Linked DNA regions of Ovis aries: region 2 is linked to region 1. Evidence: chromatin contacts called from public Hi-C data. All regions are on one chromosome and are shown on one strand. The core of a region is the stretch at or near the end of the contact, and the rest is flanking DNA. Distances in the headings are between cores, read along the strand shown. Region 1 overlaps AHNAK (AHNAK nucleoprotein). Region 2 holds the start of EEF1G (eukaryotic translation elongation factor 1 gamma).

The links. Hi-C and Micro-C count contacts between places; a contact is called where the count stands out from the background.
Region 2: a contact with region 1 is called in a Hi-C map of liver, with 2.9 times the contacts expected there. The contact joins the promoter of EEF1G here to the enhancer-like site in region 1. A contact is called at or near these places in 11 of 16 Hi-C or Micro-C datasets (blood, hypothalamus, liver and 5 more).

The regions. Positions count from the first base shown.
Region 1 is chr21:37,336,901-37,343,805 of ARS-UI_Ramb_v3.0, reverse strand. All of the region lies in intron 5 of AHNAK (AHNAK nucleoprotein), which reads left to right. It overlaps SCGB1A1 (secretoglobin family 1A member 1), which reads right to left. Exons shown (of 3, transcript NM_001178105.1): 2 at 5,521-5,708; 3 at 4,624-4,656. The coding sequence ends at 4,624. Among named protein-coding and RNA genes, the nearest start is that of SCGB1A1, 4.5 kb to the right of the region's middle. Within about 2 kb of position 4,340, at least 5 of the 54 cell types and tissues checked have an H3K27ac peak or open chromatin away from gene starts, as enhancers often do. A contact at or near this core is called in liver, where this site is marked.
Region 2 is chr21:37,458,244-37,465,266 of ARS-UI_Ramb_v3.0, reverse strand. EEF1G (eukaryotic translation elongation factor 1 gamma) reads left to right here and starts at 2,380. Exons shown (of 10, transcript XM_027959367.3): 1 at 2,380-2,410; 2 at 3,499-3,657; 3 at 4,331-4,394; 4 at 4,551-4,693; 5 at 5,168-5,311. The coding sequence starts at 2,399. It overlaps TUT1 (terminal uridylyl transferase 1, U6 snRNA-specific), which reads left to right. Exons shown (of 10, transcript XM_042237903.1): 10 at 157-1,347. The coding sequence ends at 1,304.

The DNA of each region.
Region 1 (6,905 bases), core at 3,091-5,590:
GCTGTATTTGCCCTAGGTAAATATTTTCCTAGTTCTGAATAGGTAATTAAAATTCTGAACCTTTTATGGCCCTGGATCCTTATCTGTTTGAACAACACTCACCTAGGTGGATGGCCAAGGTATGTGAGTTAAAGATGACCTGGATGCAAAGGAACCCAGGGGACTCAGCAGTGGGGGAGAGGGGAGGCAAGAGGCTCACTAGCCCCAAGGAGGCCCCACCCTCTACCAAGAATCTCTTCTGGAATTGTCAGTTCCCCTGACTGTCTCTGGAATTTTTACAATCACAGGCCCTCCTTTATGGCAGATAGGGAGGGGTGGGATGGCTATAGTCCGGGGGTGTGTGTGTGTGTCTGCATAAGCGGGCACGTAGGTGCATATTTTGGGGGGGTAGGTGGACATTTTTCATCAGCGTCATTTCAGTTAATAGCTCAGGAAATTCCTGCCTTTGGGATCCTACTCTCTACTGTAGGGCAGGGGTTGGGGGTCTGGCTTTGAATCTGGATTGTGTGAGGAAGAAATAAGAAATTGCAGAAATGCTTGCCAGGGAGTAAGCAATCAATAAAATTAATTATTAGGTTACTTGAGATGTTAAAAAAGGTGGACGGAGGTCAGAGGACGCGCTCCACTAGCGCCCGAGGCTCCTCTGTACCTTCCGGACCATCTCACGTTCTAGATTCTGCTGGACTGGCCCTCGCCCTCGCAATTGTTCGGGAAGGGAATTATTACTAATTCCAAAAGAGCTGACACATGCCTGGCAGGGTTCAGCGGGCAGCAATTTTGTAAGACTGCCCCTGTTTTTCCTCAGAATTCTTATTAAGGAAAAAAAAAAACAAACCAACCCTGAAAAATCAAGTTAAAGCAATCACAGATGATACCAAAAAAAAAACCCCAAACACCAAACCTAGAAAGGAACTGCATTTCATCATGCGTCCCGCGGATTGAGCCAGGCTGCGTGGAGCTGCAGGGCTCAGAAGCCCCGACCTGGACACCTTGGTGAACACTGCCCCCTAGTGGCCGTGGTGGCGCCGGCTGCTGAAGGCGCGTCCCCGAGGGACCACGTAGCTTCTTGGAAAAATCTGAACCGAAGAGGTTTCTCTCTGCAACCCTCTGGTTCTGTGACCTCTGCGGATGCCCTCTCCATTCCCGCTTTCCCTGTGCGCGTCCTCCCCTTTCATTCAATATCTGGGGATGCTGTGGCCGGGTCAGGGACCGATTGCCCCGGGACAAGGGGGTGTTTGGAGGGTGTTTATATCCACATGAGACCCACGTTTCGGATGAGTTCTAGTCTTTGCCTATTTTGCTCTAGGGCGATTTTTTTTTCTTCTTTTGGGGGGGGGGCTCACCAGAGGGCATGTGGGATCTTAGTTTCCCGACCAGGAATGGAACCGGTGTCCCCCTCATTGGAGGCATCAAGTCTTCTTTTTTTTTTAATAAATAAATATTTATTTATTTTAATAAATATATTTATTTGGCTGTGCAGGTCTTAGTGGTGGCACGTGGGATCTTTGGTCCTTGCTATGGCGTGTGGACTCTTTTATCTGTGGCATGCAAACTTTTAGATGTGGCATGTGGGGGTCTAGATAGTTCCCTAACCAAGGATGGAACCCAGGCCACCTGCACTGGGAGCTCAGAGTTTTAGCCACTGAACCACCAGGGAAGTCCTTAGGGTGAATTTTTACAGCAACTGTCAACAGTTTCCAGCAGTTAATGCTGTGTGGCCTGTGCAAAGGCCCTGAGGTAGGAACAGGCTTGGTGGCTTGGTTCTTCAAAAAACAAAAAGAACTGCAGGCCAGCAGGGTGGACTGCAGACAGGGAGTGAGCAGTGGGAAGGATGGGAGATGAGAACCCGTGATGGGTGCATTCTGGATTTGCAGTTGATGAGAAGAGTGTGGGGAAGCTTCCAAGAGCTGGACTTGATTGGAGTGGGGGAGCGGCCGTGAAAGGGGGTTTTCATTTGATAACTGGATCTGTCCTTACTGTAGAGAGCAGACTGCAGGGCACTTGAGTGTGAGCTGGGAGGCAGTTAGGAGCCCTCCTCCCCCAGGTTGTGCAGGTGAGGGGGCGGGTGGGGCCCAGGGTGGCTCTGTGGGCAGGCAGGTGTTTCTCAGAGGTGTTTGCGGCTGACTTGCTTGGCTGGGCATGACAGTGCTGGAGAGGGACGGGTCGAGGCTGCCCCTTGGCTTCAGGCCAGAGCAGCTGGGAGGCTAAAGATGGAATTTACAGAGGCTGGAAAGAGAGGAGGGAAGGGGGAATCAGATTTCTCTTGGACAAGAGGAGACTGAGAGGTTGGGTGGATGGTAGGACATAAGGGGAGGAGGTCTGGCCTGTTTGCTGGTAGGTGAAAGATACCTAGAGCTAAGGTTCTTCAGAAGGTTCTACATTTTCTCCTGGGGCCCAAGGGCAGGGCTCCAGGGTGCCTCAGGGAGGGCAAGGGTGAGGGAAGGAGCCTGGGCAGCCTTCCCACGGTCCCCTCCGTGCCCCTGCCTGATCGTCCTCCTGTTTCCCCTCTGCCTCTGGCTGCCTCCCCCATCTCCTCCAGTCCCTCCTGTCTCTGCTCAGACCTTGAGCCAGGGGATTCCTGGGCTGGCCTGTCCACGCTACTCTTTTTTTTTTTTTTTTAATATTTATTTGGCTGCCTCAGATCTTAGTTGCTCTGCAGCCTTTCAGATCTTGGTTCTCTGACCAGGGATGGACCCTGCATCCCCTGCTTTGTAAGACAGATTCTTAACCACTGGACCACCAGGAAATCCCATGTCCAAGCTCCTCTTGCTTACATCACTCCCCTTTTTCCTTTTTTCCAAACGAATTTTACCTATGTATTTATTTTTGTCTGCCCTAGATCTTCGTTGCTGCGAGGGTTTGCCTCTAGCCGTGGAGCTTGGGTTTCTCCTTGCGGTGGCTCCTCTTGTTACAGAGTGCAGGCTCTAGGGCACATGGGCTCGGTAGTTGTGGCTCCTGGGCTCTAGAGCGCGCGTTCAACAGTTGGGGTGCATGGGCTTAGTTACCTTGCAGCATGTGGGATCTTTCGGGATCAGGGGTTGAACCCGTGTCTCCTGCATTGACAGGCAGATTCTTTACCACTGAGCCACCAGGGGAGCCTCCTCCCTTTATTTCTTTCATGCTTTTAGCACGGGTTTACCTATCTGTCTGTCTGCTTCTTTGTTGATTTTGGGGGGGCTGGCGATCTTCCCCACCAGGTCACTAGCTCCCTGAGACCAGAGGCCGCCGTCATCTTCACTCTGCTCTACTTGGGCCTCAGTGCGGTTGTACACTGAGAAATCGCTTCATGCATATTTGCTGGGTTGTGAAATCTGCTCCTGGCTTCCTCAGAGCCCCGAGCGCCACCATGAACATGTGGCAAGTGCCAGTAAATACCTGGGGACTGATTTCATGCAAGAAGGAAGGGGGTGGCTGATTCACTTTTTGAGTGAAAGTTGGCTGGATGTGACTCAAGGGATGGCGGGGGGTGGGGCGGGCAGGGGCAAGTCAGAGAAGGGCTTTGGGGTCAAATAAGAGCACCATCGCCCGTGGGCAGCAGTCACCAGGTGCTGACCAGCCTGACCCCCTCCCACCCACTCTCCACTAGCCTCTTGGGGACAGAGAGTGATGTGAATGGACGGCTTGACCCATAACCCCCTGCACCTTCAGCCTGGAAATAGGATGTCCTCATCAGGATGGCTGATAAAGGATGTAGAAAATGCACAAGAGGAGGGGTTTTGCTTGAAAAAATAGTTTGAGAATAATTCCATGCGGCAAATGTGAAGTAAGCGAAACACTTAACCGACCCTCTCTGGGGATGCCCCCCAGACCCTGTCTGTCCTCAAAGTCCCCCTCAAGGACCCTGCATCCCTAATCAAGGGATTGAACCTGCTCCTCCCTCCAGCCTTTGTTTTCTAAGTTTCTTACAGGAATCGGATCCTTCCATAGGTGGGAAGAGACCATCTGCGCTGGAAGTGATTGCAGACTGTCACAGGGCCAGCCAGCCCCTCAGAGCACCGCACTACTCTGTCAAAATGCTTCAGAGATCCCCCATTTATCTTTGGGAGATGGAACTCTCTGGAAAACGCCATCATTGTTTGCAGTTATGTCTGGGTAGCATAATCACCTTAAATATTTCTTTTTCAAACCGAGAGAGGGATCCCAAAGGGCTTGGAAGAAACAGAACGCTGAATTTCATTACTAAATGGATGGGGGTTGGAAGGTCAGCCTGAGGTCAGCTGCCAACATGTCTAACATTCCCCCTGCCGACACCCCCCCTGCCCCCACTGTTCCCTGTAGGTCAGGTTTGAGCAAGGCCCTGGGAATGTTTCCAGGCTGGCTCTCTGCCCGTGGAAGGGAGTATGTGCTAGAAGCTGGTCTGCCCATCTGTGGACTGGAAGTGAGACGAGGCCTGGACCCTTGGGGATGTGTTTCCACGGCCACTGCCTTTCTTTTTGCTCTAATCTTACCCCAGCAGCGGCACACCTTTCATTCTAGCAGGTGAATAAAAAAGGCGGGGACACAGATGAGATGCTTGCTTGTACTTTATTGCAGGAATCAGGTGGGGCTGGTGGGGACGGAGTGAAAGGAGCATCCGGGGAGTGGCAGGGGCCTCGGCAGGTGGAGATCTTCAGCTTCTAAATCCTAAGCACACTCTGGGCTTTGTACTATTTTCCCCTAAAACAAACAGACAAAATCCCCAATACAATAGTGAATGAAAATGTCAAAGCCAGACCCAGAAACTTTAATGTCACCTAAGAGATTCAGTATTTGTGGAAGGAGCTAAGCTTGGATTATTTCTCAGAAGCTTCTCTAGTTTTAATTTTTTTAATTAAAAATTTTTTTTTTTTTTGCCACCCTGACTAGGGATTGAACCCATGCCCCTTGCAGTGGAAGCTGGGAGTCTTAACCACTGGGCTGCCAGGACGGTACCTCAGGAGCTTCTTTAAAAAAGATAAGATGACTGTGCCTGCTTCCCCAGGGACATTTACACTGTGACTCTTCTCTCTGGATTAGAAAAGTGTCCCCAAAGTAGGGACTTCTCAGGTGACGTAGTGGTAAAGAATCTGCCTGCCAATGCAGGAGATGGAAGAGATGTGGGTTTGATCCCTGGGTTTGGAAGATCCCCTGGAGAAGGAATAGGCTACCCACTCCAGTATTCTTGGGGCTTCCCTGGTGGCTCAGATGGTAAAGAATCTGCCTTCAATGCGGGAGACCTGGGTTCGATCCCTGGGTTGGGAAGATCCCCTGGAGGAGGGCATGGCAACCCACTCCAGTATTCTTGCCTGGAGAATCCCCATGGACAGAGGAGGCTGGTGGGTTACAGCCCATGGGGTCACAAAGAGGTGGACGTGACTGAGCGACTAGCACAGCACCAGTATGCTTGCTTGGAAAATTGTGTGGGCAGAGGAGCCTGGCGGGCTACAGTCCATGGAGTTGCAGGGCTGGACACGACTGATGGACTGAGCATGCACGCATGCCCCGAAGTGGGTGACACTGCAGCCCAGGACGCGGGCAGCGGGTGTGGAGGGAGCCGTGTACCATGAGCTGTAACACGCTGTCCTTGGCCTTCGGGGAGAGGGTGTCTATCAGTTCCTTCAGCTGTCTTGTTGCTTCTTTCATGTCTTCGTCAGGGCTGAAAGGTTCCAGGGCAGCCTCGTAGCTGGAAGGCGTGCCTATGAGGAGGTTTCCCAAGGCATACAGAAGGCTGGGGCACACCTCTGTGGATGCTGGAGAACAGAGAGGAGGGATCCCCTGTATCTGGGCCCGTGTCTAGACTGGCCAGCTCCCTGCTGGGACCTGGCCCAGATGCACACAGCTGAGCCTGTCCACAAGAGCTAGGGGCCCTCTCACCCCCACCCTGGAGGGTGATGCTCCAAGCAATTGGCTCTTTGGCGCCAAGTGGATGCTTTCTGGGTTGTGGCCAGCTTTTTGTAGCTTGCCTGAGCCTTCCTTGTGCTTCCTGGGTTGCAACGGACAAGGTGCTACCAGCTCTTTCCAGGCGGAGCTCTGAGAATAGAAGCTGCTGATCTGACTTTTTTTTTTTTTTTTTTTTTGGTGTGGTGTGTGGGGGCTGGGGAGAGGCCGCAAAGGGTTTAGGCTCCCACCGGAAACATACCTCTTACTGATGGTTAGTGATGGTCGGAGTCCACGTGACAAAGTTAGGCTCTGGCAGGAAGAGGCACTCGTACCCGCCAAGCACGAGCCCCCGAGCCTGGCTCAGAAGGGACATCTGCCGTGGGCGCCAGGCCTGTGGGCTCCTCCACCCGCAGACACGCCTCTGCCCCATCCCCAGCCCCCCTCCCGTGTTCCCTTCATCTGAGGGCGCCCCCTCGTGCTCTCTTTTTAGGTCCCTGCCCCCAGGATCATGGGGCTTCCCAGGTGGCTTAGTGGTGAAGAATCTGCCTGCAATGCAGGAAATTGCAGGTTTGATCCTTGGGTCTGGAAGATCCCCTGGAGAAGGAAATGGCAATCCACTCTAGTATTCTTGCTTGGGAAATCCCCTGGACAGAGGAGCCCAGGGGCTACAGTCTATGGGGTTGCAAAGAGTCAGATAGGACTTAGCGTCTAAACAACAACACTCCCGGGATCATGGGGAGAATCACCATGCCCCACTCCCTGTTTGCCCTGTCTTCCCATTGAGTCTTAAATCCCTGTCCTTGACTTCACCACCTTGTGTGCAAACTCCCTTTCCTGAACTCCGGGGTTCCACCCAAATGGGTCACTCCAAGTCAGACCCTCTCCAGAACTTAGATCCCTGCTTTGCAACTTACTATGTCATCAGGCAAGTTACTTTATCTTTCTGTAGCTCAGTTTTTTCATCTGAAAAATGGGGGATAATGTCCCCACTTCATAGAGTTGTTGTAAGAATGAAAAGAGATAATATGTGAATGGGATTCAGCACAGGGATTATTATATGTGCACAC
Region 2 (7,023 bases), core at 1,131-3,630, 120 kb before region 1:
TTGTTTATTGAGATCAGAGGAGCCTGGCTCTGGCACTCCTCTGAGCCACTTGGGAGGGAAAAGGCAAGTCCAGCTCAGGGAATGGCTGTGGCGCAAGGGTGATCTCAGTTCTGGTCTCTAAGGGACCCCCTTCCCTGCTCTTCCTCTTTCCTCCAGGTTCCCTGCTGGCCCAGTTCTTCTCCTGCGTCTCTTGTTGGGATCTTCGTGGCTCCCTGCTGTCCCTGCGGGAGGGTCAGGCACTACCTGTGGCAGGGGGCCTGCCCTCTAATCTCTCGGAGGGCCTGCGCCTCGGCCCCATGAATCTCCAGGACCCCTTTGACCTGAGTCACAATGTGGCAGCCAACGTGACCAGCCGAGTGGCCGGGAGGCTACAGAACTGTTGCCGAGCGGCAGCCAATTACTGTCGAAGCCTCCAGTACCAGCGGCGGTCTTCCCGGGGTCGGGACTGGGGGCTGCTTCCCCTTCTGCAGCCCAGCTCCCCCAGCTCCATGCTCTCTGCGACACCTATCCCCTTACCCCCTGCTTCCTTCACCCAGCTCACTGCTGTGCTGGCCCAGGTGTTAAGGGAAGCCTTAGGGTGCCATATAGAACAGGGAACCAAGAGACTGCGGTCAGAGGGAGGTGGCCCTGGGGAGCCCCCCCAGGGAGGGAAAAGCAAAAGAGCAAAACTAGACGGACAGAAAAAAAGCTGTGAGGAGGAGCCAGAGGAGCAGCAGGGATGTGCAGGGGAGCACGGTGAAGATGGCGTGGAAGAGATGGTCATAGAGGTTGGAGAGTCGGTGCAGGACTGGGTGATGCGGAGCCCTGGGCAGCCGGGGGAGCTGCCCCTGATGACTGGAAAGCATCTAGCCACTAGAGAAGAGGGGCAGTCAGGCACCACAGCGCTGGCCGAGCAGGGGCCCAGAGGACCTGAGGCAGCCTGTGAAGGGTCTCAGGCTGAGGCCGAGAAGCGGGTGTCGCTCGCAGTGAGCTGGCGCTGCGCCTTGTGGCACCGTGTGTGGCAGGGGCGGCGGCGTGCCCGGAGACGCCTGCAGCAACAAATCAAGGAAGGAGGTGGAGCTGGTGCTGGCTCGGGAGCAGAGTGGCTGGCAACTGAGGCTCAGGTCACCCGGGAGCTGCGGGGACTGAGCAGTACTGAACAGAGGCCAGAGGCCGAGCCACTCCTGACCTTCGTGGCATCCGCCTCCCAGGCTGACCAGAGTCTCACTGTGACCCCACTCCAGGATTCTCAAGGCCTGTTCCCTGATCTCCATCATTTCTTACAGGTTTTTCTCCCTCAAGCACTTCGAAATCTACTTAAGTGAAGATGGGAACCCTGAAAGGCAATAAAGCTGCTAGTTTAATGAACACTAGTTTCCTCTATTTCCACCTGGTGATAATACTCCTTCCCCGACTAAGTGCTTAGTGCACCCTCAGAGGTACCTTGTCTTGTCACCCTAAAATAAGTCTGTCTCCCAGGCTGTTTCCTTTCATGCCCAGGGCAAGTGATTGGCACCTGGACACTCTCAGTACTGAGTTCTGGAAAGATGGAGTGCTGGGTGGGTGGCTTAAGCTGCACCTGGAAAGAACCAAGTTTCCTTCCTCATTTACATTACTGCCCAGATTATGAATGGTGACGGGCTTGAAATTTGGGTCCAGGGTTCTAAATCCATTCTCTTCATATTGGGTAAAAAATGTTCAGATCTGAGTATGGGTAAAGGGCAACCCCTCATTTGAACTGTCAGCCCCTCCAAGGTGACAGAACTTGGCTGTGTTCTCCCTCAGTCCCTCCCCTGTTGCGGGTCCCGGAAGAGTGCCTCTTAGTAACAGCACCTGTGAGCTGCAAGGTGGTTTAATGGAAAAAGCCTCACTTTTACGGAGGGTTTCAGACCTGGGCTTGGGTCAGATGTACAATCTCTCCTCTAGAAAGCTGTAACAAAAGGAGCGTGGGACCCCGTCATCTCCACGCAGTTGCCACCCCAATGCGTCACGCGACCACGATGTTGTGGGTCTGGCACGACCTTCACCAAATCACCATGGGCCAGGCGACCCGGAGGGAAACGCCTCTGGTGCCCCGCAAGATGCCGAGCTGGCAGCTCTGCCACGTAGCTGCAGAGGGGCGGCTTTCCAGGCAAGACTCAGCGTCTCCGCGCGGTCTACCTCCACGTCCGGACTCGGATTGGCCATCCCCCACTGCGCCGGCGCGAGTTTTTTCCGCGCTGGCCAGTAGGCCCCACCCACTTCTTTTTCCATTCAGCTGCTGCGGGATACCGAACTGTCGTGCGTAAGCCTTCTATGCCGTCCTCGCTTTCCGGCTGCTGTTTCTCCACGGCTCTCCCCTTCCCCCCTCCCTTCTCTCCCTGACGGCTTACTTTGCGGCAGCGCGGAGAGCCCCACCCCCTTTCTCTGCGGAATCACCATGGCGGCTGGGGTAAGTTTGCCGGCTCCGGCGATCCAGGTCATCCTATCCGACGCCATCCTCTGCCCGAGCAGGCTCAGCCGGCGTCAGAGGGGTTCTGCAGCTGAGTCGGGAACTGATCCGGGGTTTGGAGATCGTACTGTTCGAGAGTAGGGCCTCCAGGCCCCAGAGGGGAACTGAGGCTAGGGCTCTGGGAGGCAGAAGAGGTGGAAGGGTCTGGGGTAGAGGAGAAAACGGATGCCGGATTCTGGCAATCTGGAGCTTGATAAAGCAGTTCGGGTTCATTGCCGCCTCGAGACGTGGGATCCGGGCAGGTTGGCAAAACTTTTGCGACCGTTTTGTGGGGCAACAGGAGGGACAGGGCGAAGAGGAAGGTCTTTATGGGCAGGTACGGCTGGCCACGGTTAAGGGTGGTCCGGTGGGGAGGTTGGGGAGCGAGAAGAGTCTCTGGACAGGGAAGTCAGGCCAGTTGGACCTCCCTGGCCAGGTTAATAGAAGGGGAGAAGGCAACCCGGAGAACTCACTGCGGGACAGGACCGAAGAGATGGAATGCGTGACAAGAAATGAAAGGGTTTTTAGGGAGACCGAGTTGATTTAAGATGCCATTCGGTTCCCGTGGCTATTTGGAGTGGGCTCGGAAATGTCTTGGTCGATGTGTGTGTCTTGGAAACAAGCGTGATACTTCTGATGGGTGAGCGGCTCAGCAGTAGAGTAGTCAGGCACTCGGCAACCATGAATGAATGAACAAGGGCTCTGGGAAGGGAGGGCTGTGTGTTTGTCGGCAGATGGAGTCTGAGGGACCTAGAAGTTCTGTATTTCTTGGAACTATATTTGAGGGGAAGAGAATGCTTCTAGAGACGTCCTTAGAGAAGGTCAAATCTGTCAACAAGCTTTATTTAGCAGTCGGTGTGTAGTTCTGTCCTCGGTATTTCAGGGGACTCTGGTTACACTTGACGGCAGACACGGAAGAACTAACTTGGTTCACCAGAGGGAGTGAGGTGAAATGGATTGGGATTACTCAGGGAAGTCATTGCTTGGAAACACTTAAGACTGGGACCCTTCTAGTCATTAATGTTTCATTCCCCATCTTTTCCCCACAGACCCTGTACACATATCCTGAAAACTGGAGGGCCTTCAAGGCCCTCATTGCCGCTCAGTACAGCGGGGCTCAGGTCCGCGTGCTCTCCGCACCACCCCACTTCCATTTTGGCCAAACCAACCGCACCCCCGAATTTCTCCGTAAATTTCCTGCTGGCAAGGTGAGTAGGGAAGTGGAAGAGGGGCCTTTGGTCCTGAGAATCCAAGGAGAACTGAGAAGCCATCACTCTGAAAATGGCTTCCATCTTTAAAGGGGATCTTTTCATGTTATTTTTTTCCCCTACACTTCAGAGACTTAAAACTTTTATTTTGAGATGATGGTGATTTATTTGTAGTTAAAAATAGTATAGAATTCTTCAGTGATTTCCTGTAAAACACAAGCTTTGAGGCAGACTGAATGGATTTTGACTGATTTCAGTGCAAATGTCAATAGGTCAGATACCTGCTGTGAGTGAAATTCTTGCCCCAAGAGGCTTAGGGAGATAGATAAATAACCATGCTAAGTCAAGTCCAGTGGAGTAGTACGTGGTAATGCTCTGGATAATATAGACAGCAGCAGAGGACTTGGTTTCTTGGCTTTTGCTTATTTGATTGAGGAATTATGTACAAATATCTAATAATATCTAAATTTGGGGGGTTTCTTATGTGAGTTCACATTGTAGGGGGTAGCAAGTTAGTCATGTAGTTTTGGTTCTTGAGTTTCAGATAGCGTTGAGTTCGGTTAGCAAGGGATATCAGCCTTATATAAAAACTTCTATTCAAAACAGTTGCGCCTCCTGGACTTGACTAGTGAGAAACTGCTGTATATTTTACTTTTGACTATTCTGTCACCAGGTTCCAGCCTTTGAGGGTGACGATGGATTCTGTGTGTTCGAGAGCAATGCCATTGCCTACTATGGTAATCTGCAGTGGCTGTGGGAGTGGGAGGGTCTGGAGATGGTGAGGCGTAGGGGAGGGTGGGGGAGCTGGAGTGGACAGAAAGAAGAATTTCCAGGCACCTGGACTGGTCTTGGCATAACCCCAGAGTTCTGACCTTCATGTTCCGCCTCTGCAGTGAGCAACGAGGAGCTGCGGGGAAGTACTCCCGAGGCAGCGGCGCAGGTGGTGCAGTGGGTGAGCTTTGCTGATAGCGACATAGTGCCACCAGCCAGCACCTGGGTGTTCCCGACCTTGGGCATCATGCACCACAACAAGCAGGTAAGCCTTGGAGCTTGGGGGAGACCACGGGCCGGGGTGGCATCCGCTTCCTGAGCATCCGGGACGAAGGAATAGGAAGGGCGATGCCAAGAACACCTAAATAGTTAAATCTTTGGGATGTAAGCTGGGAGTGCTGGGGAGCGCTGGGCAGACCCCGCGGAGGTGGGAGGTCTGAGTGGACAGACCAGAGATTTCTGCTGTAAAAAGATTGTATCAGATGGTAAGGGAATATAGTTAGATCAGATGACCTCTAAGGTGACTTCTAAAATTCAAAGATGTATGGCTATGATTAGTACAGTTTGAAATGAAGCCAGACTGCACCCTGAAGAAATTTAACATTGAGAGCTTCATTTGTGATACATTTGCAGCGAGCCAGGACTCAGTGGAATAGCTATTTTGGTTCTGTTATTGGGGGAGAAGGGCAGGGACAGGGCTTGCTACCCACTGCTGAGCCTGATCATTTTAAATCAATAGGCCACAGAGAATGCAAAGGAGGAGGTGAGGCGAATTCTGGGGCTGCTGGATGCTCACTTGAAGACGAGAACTTTTCTGGTGGGCGAACGTGTGACGCTGGCTGACATCACAGTTGTCTGCACCCTGTTGTGGCTTTATAAACAGGTGAAATTTATAAAGCATCTGGGTCGGCAGGGGGTAGATGAGGGTTAGAAACAAGTGACACGTCTGCCAGGTTGCCTGTATTTTGCTCATGTGAGAGGGTCTGAGGTAACAGCTGGGCCTTTTTGTTTAAGTATTTATTTGTTTATTTATCTAATTGTGCTACGTGTTAGCTGGGCCTGCAGGGTCTTTTTTTTAATAGCTGTGCTGGGTCTTCATTGCCTCCTGGGCTTTTCTCTAGTTGGGATGAGTGGGGACTCCTCTGCCTCATGGTGTGCAAGCCTGTCATAGCAGTGACTTCTCTTGTAGCAGCGCACAGGCTCTAGGCTGTGGGCTTCAGTGGTTGTAGCTCCCAGGCTCTAGAATAGTTGTAGCACAAGGGTATAGTTGTTCCGTGGCAGGTGGGATCTTCCTGGATCAGGGCTTGAGCTCTTGTGTCCTGCATTGGCAGGTGGATTCTTTCCCACTGAGCCACCAGGGAAGCCCCAACAGCTAGTCTTACTTGAGGACCACTGTTACTGGAAAACTGGGCTTGCCTCTTGAGGGGCGTTGAGCCAAAAGACTACCAGGCCAGAGAGCAGGATAAAGAAGGATTTATTATTATTGCTTGTAGCAGGTAAGGAAAACACCAAGCGTCTATCCTAACAGCAGAATTGGAAGTTTCAAGCTAAGGTGAAGGAAATGGCAACCCCCAATATTCTTGCCTGGGAAATCCCATGGACAGAGGAGCCTGGTGGGCTATAGTCCATAGGGTCATAAGACTCAAACGTGACTGAGCATGCACACACACGCATACTCATGAAGGGGCTTGGGTGGCTAATGGTTTGAACCTTAATTGAAGTCACGAGGGTCAGAAAGTGCCATCATCATCATCGCCTCTTTGGTTCCAGTTGATCCGGTAGTTGAGGGCTTTAGGCTAATCTTTATCACTGAAACAAGACTGGGAGTCTTTACTACTGATATAGTATCTTTGCTGTTGTTACTTTTCTTTCTGTAGTCTTTTGTTCCTGTGGTCTTTTATTCCTTTGATGGTTGATGGTTTAATCGCTAAGTTGTATCTGACTTTTGCGACCCCACGGACAGTAGCCCACCAGGCTCCTCTGTCCATGGGATTCTCTAGGCAAGAATGCTGGAGAGGGTTGCCATTCCCTTCTCCAGGATGTCTTCCCGACCCAGGGGTTGAATCCTCGTCTCCTGTGGCTCCTGCATTGCAGGTGAATTCTTTACCACTAAGCCACCAGGGAAGCCCTTAAGATCATTTGTTACCAAGACCTGTTCAAAGACAAGTATTAGAGCCAGGTTCAGATCACAGACTGGCTTAGGCCAAAAATGACTTCTCTTATGTCGAGAAAGTCATGCCTGGTTCTCTTTTAACGTGGACCCCCTAAACTTATCTTCTTACATCGCAACTGCTTCCCCTCCTGAGAAGTTCGGTATTATTTTGCCGCCCGTAATTTCTGTTTGGCAGCTGTTATGTGTAGTTTGTTCCCATGTTCCTAGGGCAGCCTGTTTGTGTTTAGTTGTGAAGACAGATAGGGGTGGCTGCTTCAGCATTAGGATCTTTGGAGGCAGAACTTGGAATAGTTCATTGGTTGTTGAGGGTGGGTGTGGGAGGGGGCTGTGTGTGTGAATTCCATTAGTCTTCTCTGCATGGAATCTGTAAAACTAAGGTAGAAATAATCACCATTGAGGTTACTGGGTTAAAGATGGCACAT